Linked DNA regions of Gossypium arboreum: all the other regions are linked to region 1. The links are chromatin contacts, called in public Hi-C maps. All regions are on one chromosome and are shown on one strand. Each heading gives the region's core, a stretch centred on a gene start, on an enhancer-like site or on the middle of the called end of the contact. The rest is flanking DNA. Distances are from core to core; before and after follow the strand shown.

Region 1 (2,986 bases), core at 167-2,666:
TATTGTCAATTTTGGACCCATGAAAATTGAAATTTAGATATGAGAACAACAAGATAACCAAATTCATTCTTATCATACTTAGGTACAGGATGGGACATTGCAGCTACACTCCCTCGCCATTTCTTTGCAAAACATCCAAAACCTTTCACACTCTATTTTGTTAGGGATTTAGTGCTGGTGAGAAAAAGTAGTGCTTTCAATTATGTGATTTTGACATTTCTTATTTCAGCAATTGAAAGAGAAATGAGCCAATGCTTTTCTTTTGTTGATTCAAGTTATGGAAAAATATCATTGAGGTCCCCGGTATTAGGTGTTAAATTGTATATTGTTTCTCTACTTAAAGAAAATGGATAAATTAGTTCATATATATTAGATCAAAGAGCTAACTCGTCTTTTTTGTTAAAAAATTCATCCATTTGTACTCATAAAAATTAGAGGTGAGCATTCGATCGAATCGAGTAAAAAAAATTCAAGTTATTTGAGTTGGTGAGTCCCATTTTATCATCCTAACAAGATTTGAATTTTTTTCAAATCGAGTGAAATTATTAGAATTAAATTAAAAATTAAACATATCAACTTAAAATCTTATTACAATATAACTCATTCAATGTTAGATCATATAAATTGAAACCAAAAATTTTCAAAGCAAAATAAGAGAAAAGAGAGGATATTTTAGTACGATAAACTTAAATAGTTAATTTACTTAATTAGGGCCAACTTTTTTAAAAACTTTTTTACATATTCTTTATTTTCAGAATTTTTTAAAATATAAAATTTTAAATATTTATAAATATTTTGAATTTTAAAACTTATTTTGAACATTTTTTTTAATTTTGTTGAGAAAAATCAATTTGTTCATTTTCAAAATTGACAGAGACCAAAGGGATATTTACACCAATCTGTTATTTGAGTTATTCGAATTATTCAAATTATTCAAATTCAACTCGTCTTGACCTTGAAACCCAAATAACTTATTCGGGTTGACTCAAAAAAATCAAATAACTCAAAATTCAAATTTTTTTTAATTTTTTGAGTCCAATCGAGTTTTACTCACTCGTAATAAAAACTGGCATGATAGATAGAACAACAAATCAATGACATATAACATGTCACATATACCTCACGCTGATATAAATGACCAATTTTTAATAATAGAAATGGATAAATTTTTTAATAAAAGGACCAATTTACTCTTTGATCTAATTATAGGGATTAATCTATCTATTTTTTGTGTAAAATAGATAAAATGAACCCTATATGGTTGTTCTACTATTGAAGTTGCAATGTTGGGTTTTCATGTTTGTGATAATTGATTTTTTTTTTCCTTTTCTTTGTTCAAATAAAAACAAAGAAAACAAAGTTAGGCGGTAGTTATCAAAGTCCAATTTCACAATTCTCCTCACATGTGCATAAACTTTATCTCTCTCCTCATAAGATAAAGGCTATGTGGTAGATATTTTAATGATAAATCTAGATACAACCCCCCCTTGCTCACTGGGAATTGAGTAACATTTTCCTTTTTTCTGGAAAATTCAGGTTTGAGATTTGATGAATCTGTAATGGCCAATTACAGCTCCAACTATTATTATGAAGCTAATTCTGGTGAGTATTATCAAACTCCCTATTGTGATAGTAGCCATGATTATGTTTCATCACAAGACTTAGAAGCTCATTCTAGCTATGGCTATGCATACAAGGATTACAATTCTTTCCAATACGATTCAGCTCCATGTTATGGTGCTTATGATCCTGAAATTGGTCGCTCGGCTGTTGCATACTCTTCGTATACTTCCAGTGAGCCTAACTATGTTGAGTATGCCCTAAACCCTTATGGTGAAGATTATGGTACTGTAAAGACTCGGTTAATTGTCTCATATTCTGTCTCAGAGTTCAATGAGCCTGAATTTGAAGAGTATGATCCAACGCCTTATGGCGGTGGTTATGATCTTGATGCAACATATGGCAAACCCCTGCCCCCTTCCGAGGGAATATGTTATCCACGTTCATCAGGGGATCCGAATGATCAATCCTTGAAAACCTTTTCTTATGGGTCTATAGAGTCGCCTTATGGGAAAGGAGTTGATAAACTGGTAGAAAAGCCTAGCAATGGAAGCAAAACAGCCACAGTCAAGGACCAAGAGCAGCAAACCCAGGGAAGTAACGAAGTTGGTAATGTGGGTTCTAATGGCAGGCCTGTAGAGTCATATCAAGGTGAAGAGAATAAGGAAAGTTACACTGATGGTTACCCTTATGGTGCTGAATATGAAAAGAGAGTGTCTCAAATCCCTCCAGGGTATGGCTTAGAAGCAATGGACCTTTGTGAAAGTTTGTTTGGTTACTGGCCCTGCCTGGATCGTGCAAAGAGAGAGAACGATTATCGAAATTGCTATGGTCCTCAAGGAGTAAACTGCCCATGGGAGGAGACTGCAGACTATCTTTTTGGTAATTCGTATCCTTATGGTGAAAGATGGGGCAGTGGAGGTATTTACGAGAACCCAATCTTCAATTACGAAAGGCATTATCAGGGACAACTTATATCAAGGCAGATGGAGTATCAAGAGGAACATTCATGGTTGAATTAGTTTCCTTGTTTTAGAAGGAAACATGTAGCAGTATGAACAATTCCATCTGTAAATAAGTCTGTGATTTTCCCACTAGATCCATAATCCGCGGTCGGTATTAATTTTAGTTGTTGCTGAATAATTCCAAGAACTTCTTTTTCAAATGTTTTAAGCAATATACTTGCTGTAAAATCTGTAAAATTGCAGATGATACTCGAAGAAAATGCTTTCATTATGTTCTGGTCTTGCCTCAAATAAATAAAGATTGTCCATGTTTAACAATTGATTGTCGGACATCATTAATATAGCAGTTGGATGATTGCTACCATTGAGAACCGGATAGTAATTTTGCTCGCGATGGGCCTAAATAATGATTAAATATTAGTATTTGTGAGAGTATGTGCTAATGAAAACAGATTTGGATA
Region 2 (2,986 bases), core at 359-2,858, 210 kb before region 1:
AGTTTATATGTTAGAGTTATGACAATTTATATGCTGATCTAGCTCGGGACATCATCGCATGATGATCTAATCTTTAGAAATATCTCGATGTCTTAGTGTAAGCTTGGATGCAATATTTGCTTTAATTGTATCTGGTCTCATCATAATCCACATAGGTAAGTGATATATATATTTTTTACAAAACATCAATTTCACATCTTAATAAAATGTTTAAACCAATTTTCAACATTTACAAAGTTTCATCAAATTTTAAAAATAATTTCAAATCATTTCTCAAGTTTGGATATACTCAAAACATTAAATGGAGTCTTGGGATTTAAACTGATTAAAAACACAAGTTGCATCTGGGCAAGGCTTGAAATTTAGCCTACTTATTATTGTCCTTTAGCTATTTACTTGCAAATCTTGAGACTTGACTTATTATAACTTTTTCGCTATTGACTTGCAAGTCTCAATACGGCTAAGTTTTAGGACTTAATACAGAGAACCTCAAAATTAGTTAAAAAATACTTTTAAATCATCCCAAACATTATCATATTATATTCATGAGTTTCAAATTATTTTAAAACTATTTTAAACTTCATTCAAGCATAAACTCATCCCATAAACATGGTTATGCCAATTAAAAAATCAAGTCTTAACTAAGTAGAAAATTCCATCATGATTTCAAGTAACACATGAGAACATAGGCCAATGTAATTAGAAACACCTCAACTATCCTAAGCTTTTATGTACATTCCAATGCATTAACATAAGCTAATATAGATCAATAACTTTACAATCTTCAAATTTGGTACAATGATGTAATCCTATCAATAAATAAATTTAAGTTTTTCACAAAGTCTTATTACTTACACATTTTAAACAACTAATAAAAATTTAATTCTTCTTACTTATCAGTTCTTCATTAAGACTCAAATACTCAAATATAATTCACTTTATTTATTTAGATCATCGCCGCTTGTTATATTTTATTTAATTCTTTAACTAGCATTCATTTATATTATATCATTCTTAATTTTGTCCCGGTACATATACATTTTTCACCAATAATCAAAATAACCTACAATACATTCTAAAAAATAATCAAAATAATAATATTTTGAAAAAAAAAGAAATTGACTTGACTCATAAACATGCAGGAGAAAACAATAGTTAAATCACTATTAAAATTTTCAAAGTCATTTGACCCAAATCGAGTAGAAATTGAAAGACTTTTGATGCTTGATGGTTGAACTCATTAGATATCCCTAATATTGCAAGAGAAAATATTAAATTTTCAAGTAGGAGGGGAAAATGGTGGCTATAATTGTTTTCACATACCAATTAACAAGATTGAAATTGAATGTTTCTAAAATCTAATTATGGAAGATAAAATAATCGTCAACCACCTACGCGTATTAAATTTTCAGAACAGAACATTTGTAAGACGGAGTTTAGATATTGACTTGCCTTGACTCGGTAATCTCTCAACGGTTGAGCCAAACGGAAATAAATGCTTAAGAGATTAACACCACTCATTGAAAATCCCCAGTAATTAACGTAATGGGACCATCCACTTTTCAATGCGACACTGAGATCCCAACTGCTCTCTTCAGCAATTCAATATATATCATTGTTCCGGAACACCCGAAGCATGTACTGAAGCGGTGATGAATCCTGTTTTATGGCTTCTCAAAATACTGCTTATTTTCTTTCTTTCTCACTTATCCTTTTCTTCAGACACCATAACGCAACATCACTTCATTAAAGATAACGATGAAGTGATGGTCTCTAGTGGCAATATTTTTGCACTAGGATTTTTCAGCCCTGGCAGTTCTAGTAATCGATATGTTGGCATCTGGTATTATCAACATCCGGGAAGACCGTTGTTTGGGTGGCTAACAGAGAGAATCCCATTAATGATACTTCAAGGGTCTTCTCTATCGACCGTCGAGGAAATCTTGTCCTGTTCCAAACAAACCAAACACTTCCTGTCTGGTCCACAAACATTTCCCTCGCAGGCACTAGCAATTGTATTGCTCAAGTTTTGGATTCGGGAAATCTTGTTTTGATTCGCAATGATACCACAAAGGCGGTACTGTGGCAGAGTTTTGACCATCCAACAAATAATTGGCTTTCATTTCAAAAGATTGGGTTGAATCTTAGAACCGGTCTGAACCTAATATATACGTCTTGGAAGTCTACAGATGATCCAGGGGTTGGGAACTATTCCTTCAGGATGAACCCAAACGGGTCTCCTCAGATGTTTTTGTACAAGGGTTCGACTCCATGGTGGCGAAGCGGACCTTGGACCGGACAAAGATGGAGTGGTATACCTCAAATGACACAGAACTTCATATTTAAAGATACATTTGTCAACACTGGTTATGAAGTATCGTTCTCTTCAGATGTGAGAAATAGCTCCATCATATCAAGAACGCTAGCGAAGGAAACAGGAGTTTTGCAAAGAGAATCATGGAACAATGAAGCGCAACGTTGGATTGTTTTTTATTCGGCTCCAACGGAACTGTGTGATTTTTACGGGCATTGTGGGCCAAATGGTTACTGTAACCCTTATCTCGCAGGTGCTTTCGAATGTACATGTTTCCCAGGATTCCAACCCAAATCACCCGAAGGATGGTTCATAGGAGATTGGACAGGAGGATGCGTGAGGAAGCGAGGTATCTCCATGTGTGGAAATGGAGAAGGGTTCGTCAAGTTTCCACATGCGAAGGTGCCTGACACTTCTGCGGCAGTTGTAAACATGAGTATAGGATTGAAACAATGCAAGGAAAAGTGCTTGAGAAATTGTTCTTGCATGGCTTATGCTAGTGCAAACTCAGAGACTGGAAGAGGGATTGGCTGCTTGACTTGGCATGGAGATTTGATGGATGCGAGGAAATATACCTATACGGGACAAGACCTATACATACGAGTGGATAAAAATGAGATAGGTAAGCACTAAATATAATGAATGGGTTATTTTTAGGTGCACCTTAGAAAG
Region 3 (2,986 bases), core at 224-2,723, 190 kb after region 1:
AGCACATAAGTTGCCAAAACGATTCAATTAAATAGGTAACTAAATAGTTGATAAGCATTCTATGAAAATTATCTTTAGCTTCGAAATATCCACCAAACCTTTATCTTGATTCGCATAATCTTTGTATTCTTGTGAACTATTTTGTCGCCTATTCACTTACTTTGTAAAAGATAGTCACTTTAAATCCTATTTAAATATTTGACAACTATATGTTTTTATAGTAAAATAACCAAGTAATAAACCAATGTTGTGGTTGTGGTGCAAGTCAAGCCACAACCTCTTCAAAATCCTGGTTATCAAAAAACAGTTTAGGCAGAGTAAGAATAGGGTTTGTGCCTCTAATCCACTTATTTTACATATGTCCTATGCTATCTAAATGTTTGACGACTGGTCATGGAGACTCATTCCATTGGAATCATATAACAATAAGATGATTCGGATCTAATATTCAAATATAAGTGCAAGCTCGTACAATATTAATATTTTCAATTTTATAAGACAACTTGGGTTGAGCAAATACGTTGGCCTTTCTGCCATTATATGTTGGGGGTCATATTGAAACTCAAATATATAAAATATGCAGAACAAGAAATTTGTAGAGTTTGAATTTAAAACAACGCCGGGAACAACAAACAAAACATAGATGGGGTCAGGTGAAAAAAAAGGCATCACGAGACAGTCCAATGGCAATGAATAATCATTAAAGAAGCGGCAAAAGTCATAAAGAGAAGGAAAAGTTGTTCTTGTTTATCCCTAATGATTTTGTTTAATAAATGTGGCAACTAATTAATTACATGTTTTTTTTTTTTTTTATTGTTTCCAAACCTGTTAGGTGATATAATGTATGTATTACAAAGAAAGCTGTCAATCTCAAACCTCGTAATTTTCAAGCATGGCGTTGGGGTATGTAACTACTGTCTGTCTCTTATATCATTATTGGCCGTCCCAACGAGTAATCAACCCTTGTTACCTATCAGATTCCTTTCACTAACCTTCTTCAAAATTTAGATTTCCAAAATCATCCTCTACTTTTCCTATAATTTCATCTTTTACACATTTAAAATTTAATCTTTCGATTTAATAATACCGATAAAGGGTTTTCGTTAAATTGAATTATATGACCCTTTTTCTTTTGAAAGAAATGCATATGTGGCCAATTTAAAATAGTGTTGAAGCCCTATAATTAAAAAATATATATCAATTTTCACTTTAAAAAATGTTGAAAATCCTTACAAACCCATATTTAGAATTTGAAACCTTACAAACCCATATTCAAATAGTTTTTATTTACGTTTTTATTTACTTATTTGGCCTTCAATTATTAAATCAAATTAGTAAAAGGACTGAATTCATAAGATTAAAGAAAAGAAAGACTAAATTTCAAATATGTAAAAAATACAAGGAGTGAAAGGTCAATTTCACATAACAGGAACAAAGTATAAGGTCAACATATAAATTAAAAATTGCCAGGCTAGAAATTGGGCAGTCCTTCCTGGCCCCCATTTCTCATTTTCTATCATAGAATTCGACACAGTACTCTGCTAGCCCTAAAAATCAACCTTAAATTTAAAGTTTTAAACCCTTGGAAGGAAGAAAAACCTCAGATCTCCCAAGTTTGTGTCCCAATCTTGGAAAATCATCCCAACAATGTCTCCATCTCCGAAAATTCTGACATCCATAACTTTATTCGGTACTCTGCTTCTTCTCCCTCTCTTAGTCGCCTCTTCCTTACATGATCTCCTTCAGAGTCAAGGCTTGCCTGTTGGTCTTTTCCCAGACAATGTTAAATCCTATAAATTTGACCCTGATGATGGTCGCCTTGAAGTGCACCTGGAAACCCCATGCATGGCCAAGTTTGATGGGAGGGTACACTTTGACCGTGTGGTCACAGCTAATCTTAGCTATGGTGGACTTGTGGGACTTGAAGGCCTCTCTCAGGAAGAGCTGTTTGTGTGGTTTAATGTTAAAGGTATCACTGTTAATGATCCTTCTTCTGGCCTTATTCTGTTTGATATCGGGGTTGCCCATAAACAACTTTCCCTTTCCCTCTTTGAAGATCCTCCTGTTTGCAAGCGTCAAGGTAATCTTTCTTCTCCTACTAATTGAGTTGGATCTTGGATTTGTTTACAATTATTGGTTTCTTTGGTTATGCTAATTTCCTCTGTTTTGGGCAGAGGATGGTATTAGAAATAGTCTAGATCTTTCAAGTTTTCTATTTCTTTTTCTTAGAATTGTGTTGTTAAATCATCTGAAAATGGGTCTTAAAATGCAGGAGTTCTGGCGGAAATTCTTGGAAGGAAGAAGATGGGATTTCAAGTTCAGAGATGATTTGTTCCATTGCTTCATTTTCAAGAGAGATTTTGTTTTTCTTTTTTTCTTTTTTTTTTCTTTCCAAAACAAGATGGGGAAAATGAGTTTGTATTGTAGATGGTATATGTGGAGATGAATGTAAAGATGGGAAATGGAAGATAAGATTTTGCAATCAAGTGACAAATTTTGGGAGTTCATAAACCTGTTAATGGAATGATCGTCTCTTTCACCTAGCTTCTTCATACTCAACAAACTTAAAAGTCGTTTTCTTAAATTTCCAAGCTAAGAATTATAGAATTTGTTTAGCTATTCTAAAGGGTATTTCCATCATTTTGTTCATGGTATTAGTTAACAGCACTTGACATAAAATAGAAAATGTTGTCTTCTTTTTGGGTTTGTTTAGATTTTGTATTAAAATCATTCATAGATTGGGGCTCAAGTTTTATGTCATCCATCCCTATGTTACTATGAGGAAAACAACTGGTTTTTATTTAAGAAATAAGCGAGAGCTGCCTTTGGAACAAGGAATTAGGTATGGGCCCTCTTAGCTAACATTGTGACTTAAATGTAGCAAGCAATTGCCAACACAACAGCCATGACATAATCCTCCATATATAGAAGGAAGCTTGGAAGGTATCTTGACTGTCAGGATATTTTTTTACAACTGGTAGCTTGT

The links. Hi-C and Micro-C count contacts between places; a contact is called where the count stands out from the background.
Region 2: a contact with region 1 is called in a Hi-C map of leaf, with 4 times the contacts expected there. The contact joins the promoter of LOC108484820 here to the promoter of LOC108484615 in region 1. A contact is called at or near these places in 2 of 5 Hi-C or Micro-C datasets (both in leaf).
Region 3: a Hi-C map of leaf shows a contact between it and region 1, with 2.9 times the contacts expected there. The contact joins the promoter of LOC108485503 here to the promoter of LOC108484615 in region 1. A contact is called at or near these places in 2 of 5 Hi-C or Micro-C datasets (both in leaf).

The regions. Positions count from the first base shown.
Region 1 is chr6:56,279,273-56,282,258 of ASM2569848v2, forward strand. LOC108484615 reads left to right here and starts at 1,417. Exons shown (of 2, transcript XM_053029440.1): 1 at 1,417-1,602; 2 at 1,698-2,843. The coding sequence starts at 1,588. The coding sequence ends at 2,582.
Region 2 is chr6:56,072,996-56,075,981 of ASM2569848v2, forward strand. It overlaps LOC108484820 (G-type lectin S-receptor-like serine/threonine-protein kinase RKS1), which reads left to right and starts at 1,609. Exons shown (of 8, transcript XM_053029515.1): 1 at 1,609-1,845; 2 at 1,848-2,936. The coding sequence starts at 1,653.
Region 3 is chr6:56,464,929-56,467,914 of ASM2569848v2, forward strand. LOC108485503 reads left to right here and starts at 1,474. Exons shown (of 2, transcript XM_017789355.2): 1 at 1,474-2,080; 2 at 2,273-2,511. The coding sequence starts at 1,648. The coding sequence ends at 2,328.